Regions from separate parts of the Mus musculus genome. Here regions 1 and 3 are each linked to region 2. Evidence: chromatin contacts called from public Hi-C data. All regions are on one chromosome and are shown on one strand. Each heading gives the region's core, a stretch centred on a gene start, on an enhancer-like site or on the middle of the called end of the contact. The rest is flanking DNA. Distances are from core to core; before and after follow the strand shown.

Region 1 (3,918 bases), core at 267-2,766, 330 kb after region 2:
GTGCGAGGCCTCGGGAGAAGTACTGAAGCCATATTCCAGGGTAGCAGGATAGTGGGTGAACGCTGAGAGGAAGGGAAAACGGATATGAGAAAGAGACTAGCCACCAGTGATGGGGAAACCTTTCCTGCATGACGCTGTCACCGCCCTTACCTTCATAAGAGGGACTCTCAAGGTGCTCTGCATCCTTCATCCCACCTGTCCCTAGATCCTAGGTCCTGGTTCCTATGGCCCCATAGAGTGGGAAATAAGACCTGGGAAAGCATCCACACTCCACCAGCAGGGGGTTATGTTAATAGTGTGCACCCACCGCTAAGCTCCAAGGAAAGCCAGAGGACTCCCCAAAGCAACTGCATGTTTGCAACCGGTTTTGCGATGACAGATGTATGGCTGGCTGAAAGACCAGGTGTGCTCAGGGGATGGGTGTGACTCTTGCACATAGGAACCATAGGCGCAACAGAGTGTGGCAGGAACTGGAGCCAATGCCTCCAAGGAGTGGGGGGAAGATGGGCCCTGAGGACCACACCAGACTTTGACTCTCGCCTCTGACTACAATAGGGTTCTTCCCCGTGGCTGAACCTCCCTGAAGTCCAGGTGACAGAGAAGCCAAAGATGAATCTTCCTGGTAAACAGGATGTCTGTCTGGCCCTGCTTCTCTGGGCCTTTCTGGTTCCTGTAGCTGCTCTCCTTCCTCATTTTAGGACTTTTTCTGACCCCTCTCCCTTACTAGCAGAGTGTGTACCAGGGTCTTCTACAGCTACCCAAACTCCATGAGGCCCTGAAGCTTAGGCATCCCTGGTTTTCCTGTCCAGCCAGCACCTCTGCTGGGAAAAAGCTCATCTTGCCCATCTTTTATCTTGGGTGGACACCACTTGGGGAGTCCCATGCTGAGAGGTGATCTGCCTCATCTTCTGGCTGCCATCTGCTGGCATGTCTTCATTTGGCCTACATGCAGACGCTTACACACATCCCTGGTGTCTTAGGGTTTCTATCTCTGCATAAAACATGACCAAGAAGCAAGTTGGGGAGGAAAGGGTTTATTCAGCTTACACTTCCACATCGCTGTTCATCACCAAAGGAAGTCAGGACAGAAACTTACACAGGGCAGGAACTTGGAGGCAGGAGCTGATACAGAGGCCATGGAGGAATGCTGCTTATTTGAGTGTTTCCCCTGGCTTGCTCAGCCTGCTTTCTTATAGAACCCAGGACTACCAGCCCAGGGATGGCACCACCCACAATGGAGCCTCCCAGCCTTGATCACTAACTGAGAAAATGCCTTACAGCTGGATCTCATGGAGGCATTTCCTCAAGGGAGGCTCCTTTCTCTGTGATAACTCCAGCTTGTGTGAAGTTGACACACAAAACCAGACAGTAAACCTGGCCCTGATAAAAACCCCCCAACAGTCTTAGAGGCACCCAAAAGCACTACAACCCGTCTCCTGGTGAGACCCCAGGAGGTGTGGACAAACCAGTGCCGGGCCGTACTCAATGCAAATCAGGCCCTTAATGGTTGGGCCAGACCACCAGGCTGCTTGGCATTCAGCAGGAGCCCATGAGCAAGGAGCTATGTGGTGGCGGGAACTGTGTGCCTTGGCTAGGAGCCCAGCCGACAGCTTCCCATTCCCCTTCCGCCCCCCCCCCCCCCCCGCTAGCTCAACGAGAGAATGCAGAATCAGACCCCGTAAAACTCCCACCTGCTGTACTGCAGTGTGAGGCCATGTGTGTGGCGCGCTGCTCGGGGCAGCTGTGTGCTAGCTGGATGGGCTTATGTATTGGCCTTGGGAGAACTGGGATGCCTCCCAGTCAGGAGCCTTCAGACGAGGGCCCACCTCTTCCCAGCCCTCCTGCTACCCCCAGCTCCTGAGAAATCCTGTTCATTTAACAGCTAAAGAGAAAGCCGGGGTGCAGGAAGGGAAAGCAGAAGAGACATGTTCAGAGGAGAACCAGTGACGATTGCTTCATGATATACCCGGGGAGAAATTGCTGTTACTTCACATCATACATCCCCTCCTTTGCCCCCTCCTGGGATGTCCAACAGTCCTGGACCCTTCTCCCCCATTTCCCAGGGCAGACCTGCCAAGAAGAGCTTGCCCAACAGGACAAGAGATGATGGTACAAGCTGAGAAACAGACGAAACTGCTCTCAGACACTATCAGACGGGTATCACCATGGCTTAGGTGGCACGGCATGGCCCTGTGACCAGAAAGGGACCCTCTCTCTGCACTGAGCCTGGGTTCCTCTCACCTGCATGCCCTTTCTAGATACCTGTCTAAGCAGAATGAGGGATGAACATGGGAGTGAGCCAGGTGGCCCAGCTTGTCTTCGGAGTCAACACGTGCAGCAGCTGCCCAGTGGGCCACACACATTCCCAAACTCCATCCTGTAAGGCCAGCTCAGCATATCCAGAGGGTGGCCACTGTGTTGAGGGGCAAGGTCAGGTCTTCAGATGTGCCAGTCTGAGTGATGTCTGTGACTTTCCAGACCTTCCCAGCACAGGGACCATAAGCCACTCGAGCCAGGCATCTGGAGTCACTCTAAGCCTGCCACATTCTCCTCTGCACTGTGGCAAGACTGAGACCATCAAAAGCGGGACTCAGATGCAGGCTGGGGTACAAGCAGAGAGCTTAGGGGGCTCATCCAAGCCCCTACCCAGCCCTGCCGCCTCTTTATAAGGGGCTGTAATTGGAGGCCCTGGGGACCCAAAGCACCCACCGGCTGATCCCCCAACAAAGATGTGGCTGACTGTGACCTAATCCATATCCCTGCCCCTCAGGGGTGCCCAGGTGCCTGAGCTGGGCCGGGCCTCACTAACGGACTCTAATTGGAAGGTCTGCATGGGACAGGCCCTCAGAAGCTCTCCCTGGGGTGCTGAGGACTGGAGGGGGTCATCACCCCTCCCCTGGAGCATGGGGTACTCAGGGTCTGGGATCCTGCATGCACCTGAGCCCCACCCTGAAGGCCTTGTCTTTTGTTTCAGATATGTGGGCCATCATTACAATGGGGACAGTGATAGAAAGGTTGGGAGCCAATGGACTGAGCTTTGCCCACCCTGCCCCTCCCCCCAGGAGGTGGCAGTGGGGGTGTGTATTAGTTTCTTGTCTCATGACTGTGACAAAGCAACTTAAAAAGGATTTGGACTCGTGCTTTGAAGGGTTAAAGGCCACCGTGATTTGGAAACCATGGTGGCAGGACCGTGGGACGCCCAGTCATGGCAGACTGTTGGTTTTGTCACCAGGAAGCAGGGAGATGTTCACTGCTCAGCTCCCTGCTGTTTAGAGTTGGGGACAGGTCTTTCTTCCTGGGTTAACCTTTTCTGGAGATGCCATTGAGTATGCTAGAGCCCTGCCTCATTAATGCCCTGGGTGTTTCTTAATCCAGTCAAGTTGATTATGGGAATTAATCCTGTGCTATCTGTAAGGAGAACCCAGCTTGAGCCCCGATTCTGGCCTCCAGCATACGTGGCCTACCACCTGGGGAGGGGATGCTGTCTACGTCATCACAAAATCCTGGACTCTACTCTGGGGGAGCCATAGAGGACACGTTGAAGAGGAAAAGCCTTGGTCTCTTGATCCCACTACTTCATTCCAGCTCCATGTTCTGTCCCTTTCCCAGAGAGTCCAGCGATCTCTCCAGAAAGACCTTGGTTGTCTCTTCTCCTCAACCCACTCCTCCTTACCAGTCTCTGTACCCTGAGTCGCTCCCCAGCCTACACCCTGGAAGCCAGCACTAGCACTCTAAGAAAAGAACCCCCAAATCCTTCCCCGCCTCACACCCAGCTAACATTTCCAGTTAGCTCCACTGACAGCCACACTGGAGTGTGTGCCCCTCCTAACCCTCAGGAAAAAACTCCAGACCACTTTTGCCAGCAGTGACCGTGAGGGGGCGGGGGTACCGCTACCAGATCCATCAAGATAAGAGCTC
Region 2 (4,008 bases), core at 1,464-3,963:
TCCATCGCTACCTCCCTACCCCAACCAAAAATCTCACCTTGTTCGATATCCATATTAAGTAGACAGCAATATTCCTTCGCGTCTGGCAGAACACCTTGTCTGGGGCCCTGGCTGCACTGTCGGTCAATCTTCCCTACAGACATCAAGAGCCACTGGAGGGAAGGTGAAGGGGTCCCACACTGCACCCTTTCCACCCTATCTGTCATGGGGTGGGGACTGGAACCTTCCCAGGGGCTGGGAGCAGATAAATAAAGTGAGGGGCCTTCCCCTATGCACGAGCCTCCTGCACCCAGAACTGTTGTCGATTTCCCACAAAGGTGAGAGACTGTCTTCAGCTTAGTAAGTAACAAGACACCATTAAACAGGAAAACTAGCCACTGTCAGAAATCAGTACCGGAGCCTCCCTTCCTATGGGGATCAGGTCTCTTCCTTGCTCCACAGGCCTCTAGAACAAGGTCTTCCTGGTCTAGCCCAGAGCACAAGGCCATCCTAGTCTGGCCCTTTCCGGCCTCAGTTCGAAGTACTTATCCTTTGGTCTTTGCCTTTGACATTGGAATTCTGTATGGGTGACCTGCCACCAGGCCATCATCCAATTAGGATGTCGTTTTCTGGAATGTTCACCAAGCCCTACCCATTAGTGTTGCTTTCTGTCCCCTTGAGGACTGAAGTTCATGGCCCCACCCACCCATGGCCCCACCCACACCCATGACCCCACCTACTACATGGTCCCCCCACATAGTCCCACCCACATCCATGCCCCCACCCACCCCTTGGCCCCACCCACACGTAGCCCCATCCACACCCACGGAGGGATAGTTACGCCCAGCTCAGGGCTGACATTTTAAACGAATGAGTGCGCTGGATCTGATGTCTGGTTCACAAAGCCGTTCTCAGGACAGTTGAAGCCTAGGTCCCCTTCTTTCCCAGAAACTACTACCAGCTCTGTGGCTAGTCTCACTGCCGGCTCTATTACTTCTCCAGAAACTGCCTAGGCCAATGCAGGGCTCCACTGGGCTCCCTGGGGCTTGAACTGCCTGGAATTCCACTGGCGGGATTTTTGTGAAGAATGTCACTGGAAGCAGACAGGGGTAGGGTGAGGGGTCACGTTAGCTGGTGGTAGCTAGTTCAGTAGGAAGCTGATCTAGTCCTGACCCCTTTTGGAGACCAACAGGGACGCAGAAGAGCCTGTGAGGTGGGTTGCTTTACATGAGGTGAGGGACCCTGGGGCCCATGGAGACTAAGGCTGGAGGTGCCTGTCCCTATGGTCAACCTGAGTCCATTGAACCTGCTGCACCACCTGGCCTGGTGGACCACAGTCATCCGGAATGAGGAGGGCACCTCAGAAATGACACTACTGAAGGGTGGTTCAAAGGGTTTCATGGGAGATCAGATCTGGTTGGCTGAGGCCATCTTTGGTTCGCAAGGAACAGGAAAGACAAGGCCAACACATGTCATCTCATGAATGGAACAGCCCCACTGATGTGACAGCATCTAAACTGGCAGATATAACTGGAACTGCAGAGGGCAGAATGTTGGGCTCTGTTCCCAACTCAGCTGACCAATTCATGTAACCCAGACCAGGAGGGAAACCAGGCCAGGGTAGTGAATATTTGTGAACCTAATGCAGAGATTTGCAAACCCGGGCCTGGTCTCCTAACCGACATCTTTCTACCTGGGAGCACACTAGCCACAAGGGGGCGCTCGAGCTCCACCAGTGCTCATGGCTGGCTCGGCCCTTTCAGTGATTCAGGGATTCCGTTTCTGAAGCCAGGCTGTGGCTCCAGAAGGCCCAGCAGACCCGGGAAGTCTTCCTGGGACTGAGGGCGTGGAGAATGGGTGACTGAGACTGGCTGGACCCTGCGACACCTCCGGTCGTGGAAATGGCTGTGTTATGCTAGAATAAGGGCCAAAGGGCAAGGGTGAGCCGAATGGGGACAGGGCGACACGAAGACTTCCCCAGTCTGGTGACTTCTCTCCCCGAAGCCTGTAGGCCTCCCCTCAGGAGCCAGGGAGCAAGGAGTGGGACCCATCTCAGGGACGGCTGAATAATGCATGGTACACAAACCGAGGCATCAACACTAAGTGAGGGGGAAGGGAAGGGAAACCCAGTCTGTGTTAATATTTATTAAACCCACAGCCCGTCATTCAAGAGCCTCATAAATATTAATTCCTAGTTAAACATTTATATGAACGAGATTGCTTCTCCTCCCCCTCAAAGAACCTGTTTGAAGCTGGTGGTTATGGTGGCCTTGGGGGAAGAGGGGGTCTCCAGGGAACGCTTGGGCTAAAACAAGTCTGCTGGCCTTCTCACGACTTTGCAGCCTCTGGCCCCAACCAGCGCCTGCTTTAGTCAGAACCTGTCTGTTTTCCACACCCAAGTGCCCTAATGGCTCCAGCTGACCTTCAGGTACCTGCCAAGACCTCCTGGTGAAGGCCCTCGTCTCAGGCTACAAAACCAGTATTTCTAACAATTAGCTCCTGCTTCTGTCCATCATGTACATGTAGCAAGGTTTAGTTGGCAGGGGATGGTGGGAATCTGGGAGAAGGGATCAGACGTGGTGCCAATGCCTGGACTCCTGGCAGCTTGTTCTCCAGCAGGCTGGGTGCCGGTCTCTGGGGTCAGAGCATCTTCAGGCTGTATTCCTGGCTGTCCCAGTCCCAGGGCCAGCAGTGTCTTTGTTCTGCTCACTTTGACTATTGCTGTGGCGGAGTGGTGACTGGGGGTCGCTAGGCCCCGATCTCTGTCATCACATGAATAGAACATGTCTGCCCCACGTTCCCCACCCCAGCCCTCTCACATTTTGTTAAAGCTCACTCAGCTGTAATCCAGCCGTAGCCAACTTGTAACATGGTATAGCATGGGGATCCAACTTCATTTTGTTCCACATCACAAGCTGCTTACCCGGCGACTGTGTCCCCCCTGATGTGCAGGGTCCCCTCTGACCTACATGAGCTCTCATGTGCCTGTTCAGAGTCAGTGTGCTCCTTGGTGGCACCTTGCCTGCTTTCTGTCATTTTATTTTTAGTTGCCATGGCTATGCAGCCTGTCTCCATCCTGGCAGAGCGTGCCCTTCCCCTGCCTTCTTTCCAATCAGCTTCCCCATTCAAGGGCTTTTTATTCTTCCTTGCAGGCTGAGAATAGGGTTGTCGAGTTTCCGAAAAGAGCCTTCAGGAACTGTGATTTGAATGACATTAACAGAGAGACTAATTTGGGGACAATTGTTGGCGGTGCTATCCAGAGCCCCCCCCCACTCCCCCACCCCCATGTCTGACCACTGCACCTTCTCCTTTTAGTTGCTCAGCTGAGTCCTTTCACAGGGCCTAGCCATTCTCTGGTAGCTTAATTCTCAGCTACTTAATTGCTTCAGCTGTTGTCGTGAACAGGCCTTATTTGCTGGCTGGGTCCTGCGGTGTGCAGGAATATTATTGATCTTTGTGGCTTTATCTTGTAGCTGTAGCCCGTTCCAGCAGTCTGCTGATCCGGTTACATTTCCTACCCAGGTGCCTTGTTATCCACAAGTCCTGGCAGCTTTATCTCTTCCTTTCCTGATCTTAAACCTCTTGTTACTTTTCTGTGACTTGCAGTGTTGCTCGGGACTTTCGGGCAGTGAGGCGATAAGGGATGCCTTTGTGTGACTTCTGGTCATGCAGAGATTGGAGCTGGGAGGTCTCTCGTGTCTGACATTTCCGGAGGGTTTGGAAGATGGGTCCCACCAGGGGAAAGAGAAGCCTTTCATTGCAGCAGCCTTCCGGGAGTTTGAGAAGTTCTGAATAGGCATTGAGGTTTACAGATCCCTTCCTGTGTCCACTGTGTCCACTGTGTCCACTGAGATACTCTCTGTGGCCACTCCCCCCAGCTCTGGGCATCTCTCACTCCTCTCTGATGGGCCCATTGCTATTACTCTTTAGCCACTTTGTTCAATGCTGTTGATTGGAAGGTGGCCTGTTGTTTTATGCACCTCTAAGAAAGAAAAAACACCGCCTATAAAACCCTGACGTGACTCTTGA
Region 3 (3,664 bases), core at 730-3,229, 270 kb after region 2:
TCAGAAGCAATCCTGCCCTTTACAGGAACCCAGATGTTGTCCCTCAAGATATAAACTCTGCCCATGGGCCAGTTGTGGGAACCTAAGACCTCCATGCTGATATAGAAACCTTCAGTGACTGAAGTAGCCGGTTTCAGTCTACAAATCAAGCCGTGCACCTGCCTTTGACAAGAGGTTTGGGGGACAGTGTTATCCCTAAAGATGATAAGATGCAATAAACCCTTTTCTTCTTCTAAGGCTGCTTTGGTCATGGTGTTTATCATGGTACCAGAAAGTAAAGCGGGTCCCTCTGGGGAGGAGGCATTTCTACCCGGATCCTTGATGCCAGGGGCTGGGGAGCTACTGCTACTCAACAGTGGGGGAATCATCCAGTGAGTGGCTTAGCCGGGAGGACACAGCTACCCGATTAGGTGCCCACAAACCGGCAGCCGCACTGTACATGGCCAGGCCCTGAGCAGATCTGTCCTGCATGTGTGTGAGGAATGCACGGGGTTGCCTGGGAGCCAGACTCAGCTAGGGGATGCTGATGCCTCCAGGTTCATCCCGCCCTGTACCACAAGTGAGCACTCACCCAGTCTCACAGTCTAAGAGCCACCTCTACTGGGCTAGCACTGGCTCTAGGCCAGAGCTGTCTTAGCTGTCTTGGCCTCCAACTGAACAACCCAAATGGTCCCCCAGCTCAGAGCAGACACAGTGGCAGCCCCCAGGGAGTGCCCGGTGCTCCATACCCAGGATGACTCCCCTCCCCTCCCTCCGTGCTGGTCAGCCTGTAGGTTTGTGCTCTCTAGGACTTAGGGGCTAAGTTACTTTGTTGCCCCAATTCACATGTGAAAGACTTAGCCTGCAGAGGGTTAAGGACTGTAGGTAGACAGAGGCCTCCAGGGTTAGGAAAGACAAGAAGAAGGCAGTGCGGGAATACACGATGCTTCTGGAGACCCAACATCAGCATCTTCCTCCACGCTGTTTTCTGCCGGACAGAGCATCTGGAGTCCGGGAGCTCTGAACCGACTGTGCATTAGATGTCAGAATTATTGAAACTGCCCATTCGTCTGCAATAACGCAATAATGGGAGCCCCTGCTGTGTGCGCGCCAGACACCGGTCCGGACTCTTCAGTTCCTGTGACCTGCTCACTGACCTGGGGAAGGGGTGTGTTGCCATCGCTGACACTCAGAGAAGTGAGGGGATGCGCCTGAGGTCACAGGGCTACCGGAACTAGAGCTTGGGTCACGTGGGTTTAGAGTTTACTTTCCTCCAGTTGGGGCTTGGGGGAGGGGCAGCAGGTCAGGTCGGTTTCAGGAGGCACCGTTGGGTTCACACTGGCTGTATCCATCAGTTCAGCACTCCACAGAGGTCTGGGGTTCAATCTTTCCAGTGAGACAGACTTCCTGGGGTCCTCCCCACACGAGCTTACACATGGCCTGTACCTGTGATGCAATCAAGGACATCAGCTGCTGGACCGTGGCCTCCCCAGAGCAGATGCCCACACTCACAGTAGCCCTCAACAAGCAGCCCATAGGTCTGGGCTCAAGGATCCAGCCGATCCCAGGGGCTCTGGGCTCCAACAATGAGTCTTTGGTTGTGTGGCAGCTTGCTCTGACCACCATCCCCGGAGCAAGCACTGCCCTGTGTCCTGGGCAGCTTTTCAACTCATTCCACCTCCTGGCCTCGCCTTGGGTGCCACCTCCGGCCTGGAGCCAGTAGCATGGGGTGGGGTGGAGGATGACCCTGTCTGCATCTCTCTTGATCTCTGTGTTTCTTTGTAGTACCAAAGGGCCATTCATTAAGGGGAGATGGTAAATATTCGCAATTTAAATGCAGTCCTTGTCAAAACCAGAGCTGTTGGTCCCAGCTGTCCCACCCGCTTTTGGGTGCTGGGTCAGCCACTCAAAGCAAAGGTCAGCACTGCCTCTTGGTTGCTTTTTAATAGGATTCAGTAGCTAGTGGCTTCCGCCAGCGCCCTGGCCAGGGCCTGGGCTTCTCATTAATGCGAATGAAGGAGGAAGATGACATCATTTACATTTAATCGTCTTGTTTATCTGCCTGGCACTGCGGTTGTTTTAACAAAGGGCAGAGGCAGACAAAAGCTACATTTGCGTCCTGGAAGGGGAGCCTGACAGGAGCTCTGCTTGTAGACATTTATTGTTTGCAAATGAGATAATCTAGTAAAGCCTGTAGGAGGCTGCCCTGCCCTCCTCCCTTGAGTCCAGGCCTAACTGGAGCTGTGCAGACCACTATAGCTAGGCAATGCCAATGTCCTCCATGAAATCCTCAGGCCTTCTTCTGGACACCTGCCCAAGGAGGGCCACAGCAGAGTGCAAGCCAGGTGCCTTCTAGCACCCATGACTTCTGAGGTCCCACTGCTAGTGAGCCCCACATCCCTGTGCGGTGGGGAGGAGCGAGACGCCTACCCACCTCACCCAGTGCCAGGGGCACATGGAACTGTGATCCTCTGCCTTCATATTTGGTCTAATGGACCTCCCTGAGGAGTGCACCTATGGGTGTCTGTGACATCCCAGGAGACACTCTGGAACTGTCTGAAAAATGCCAAAAGTCGAACAGGATTGTTTCCAGACCCAGATATGTGTCCAGCACAAAGGATATGCTGAGTCTAGATTTGCCAGCCCAAAAGGTCTCTTCAGAGACTTCCTTCTCAAGGTGGTGTGTGGGGTCGGGGCATAGAGGCTGCTCATTAGAACCTGTGTGTGCCAACAGCTACAGGCTCAGGTCACCCATGCACATCCAGGCATTAAAGGATGAAGAACATGGGGCTTAGACTCCTGCATGGCCTCACACGCCTGCCAGGCAGCCTAGGAGTCCATGCCCTGGCTGTCTACACTCTGACCCTCCACAGTCTATATTCAAAGATCTGCATACCTCACATAGATTCAGACCCTCCCCAAAGCCCTGGAAATTCAGCTTGGCTCAGCCTGGAGTATTAAAGCAGCCATCAGAAGTTTCTTGAAAACTTGGATATCCCAGAGGGAGGTGAACAGGGAGGAGACAAGAGGCCACAGCTCTAGCCATGGTGCCCCTCAGAGCCCCAGTTTCAAGGCTTAAACACAACCTGCTCTCACCCCAGGCCTCTGGGCCCCTAAAGTTTTAGATCTGAAGGAAAGACTTATCTCATTAAGTGTCAAGGCCGAGAGCAGGACAGAGACATAGAGGACACCTCGCCTAGCCCTACAGGGTAGCAGAGGAGGATGCAGTCAGACCCAGCTCTGGTCTCCATAGACCCTCTCATCTGACCTGACCAAGAGCCACACTGAGCCTGGAAACAAGCTCGAGAGCAGGGCAGGGCACCATTTATATCTTCCAGTACCCAGGGACCTCCTTACTCCCCTGGGGTTCCCAAAGCCCGGAATCCCATGGGGACAGGATTCTGAGATTCTGCAAGGTACAGCTACAGCCCCAGGGTTAGTTCTCAGAAACAGCTTAGCTCCCTGTCCAACCCAGCTCACCCACCTAGCAGGTAGGTTCTCTGTCCAGTGGTCACTAAAAGGACAGAGTGTGGCAGGGGTCCTCAGAGTCTAGGAGCTGAGGAAGGAGTACAGAGAAAGCCCTAAGCTAGAGCAGTACCCCTACCCATGTGACTGCCTCCAGCTTCTCTTTGGCCCTCTCCAGCTGGCCACTATGTCCTGCTGAGGCCCCTGCTGGGTAGACCAG

The links. Hi-C and Micro-C count contacts between places; a contact is called where the count stands out from the background.
Region 1: a Hi-C map of the N1E-115 cell line shows a contact between it and region 2, with 2.4 times the contacts expected there. The contact joins two enhancer-like sites. A contact is called at or near these places in 2 of 484 Hi-C or Micro-C datasets (the N1E-115 cell line and nephron progenitors), 3 of 115 datasets of contacts at active chromatin or transcription factors (astrocytes, embryonic basal ganglia and embryonic stem cells) and 1 of 9 other capture datasets (embryonic stem cells).
Region 3: a Hi-C map of the N1E-115 cell line shows a contact between it and region 2, with 5 times the contacts expected there. The contact joins two enhancer-like sites. A contact is called at or near these places in 2 of 484 Hi-C or Micro-C datasets (the N1E-115 cell line and cerebral cortex), 1 of 115 datasets of contacts at active chromatin or transcription factors (embryonic stem cells) and 1 of 9 other capture datasets (embryonic stem cells).

The regions. Positions count from the first base shown.
Region 1 is chr12:112,208,534-112,212,451 of GRCm38.p6, reverse strand. No RefSeq gene overlaps it. Among named protein-coding and RNA genes, the nearest start is that of Gm36894, 8.1 kb to the left of the region's middle. Within about 2 kb of position 1,516, at least 17 of the 459 cell types and tissues checked have an H3K27ac peak or open chromatin away from gene starts, as enhancers often do. A contact at or near this core is called in the N1E-115 cell line and embryonic basal ganglia, where this site is marked.
Region 2 is chr12:112,540,831-112,544,838 of GRCm38.p6, reverse strand. No RefSeq gene overlaps it. Among named protein-coding and RNA genes, the nearest start is that of Gm40584, 7.2 kb to the right of the region's middle. Within about 2 kb of position 2,713, at least 48 of the 459 cell types and tissues checked have an H3K27ac peak or open chromatin away from gene starts, as enhancers often do. A contact at or near this core is called in the N1E-115 cell line and embryonic basal ganglia, where this site is marked.
Region 3 is chr12:112,275,231-112,278,894 of GRCm38.p6, reverse strand. The region is part of intron 2 of Gm36894 (a long non-coding RNA gene); the gene reads right to left. Among named protein-coding and RNA genes, the nearest start is that of Gm36894, 58 kb to the right of the region's middle. Within about 2 kb of position 1,979, at least 28 of the 459 cell types and tissues checked have an H3K27ac peak or open chromatin away from gene starts, as enhancers often do. A contact at or near this core is called in the N1E-115 cell line, where this site is marked.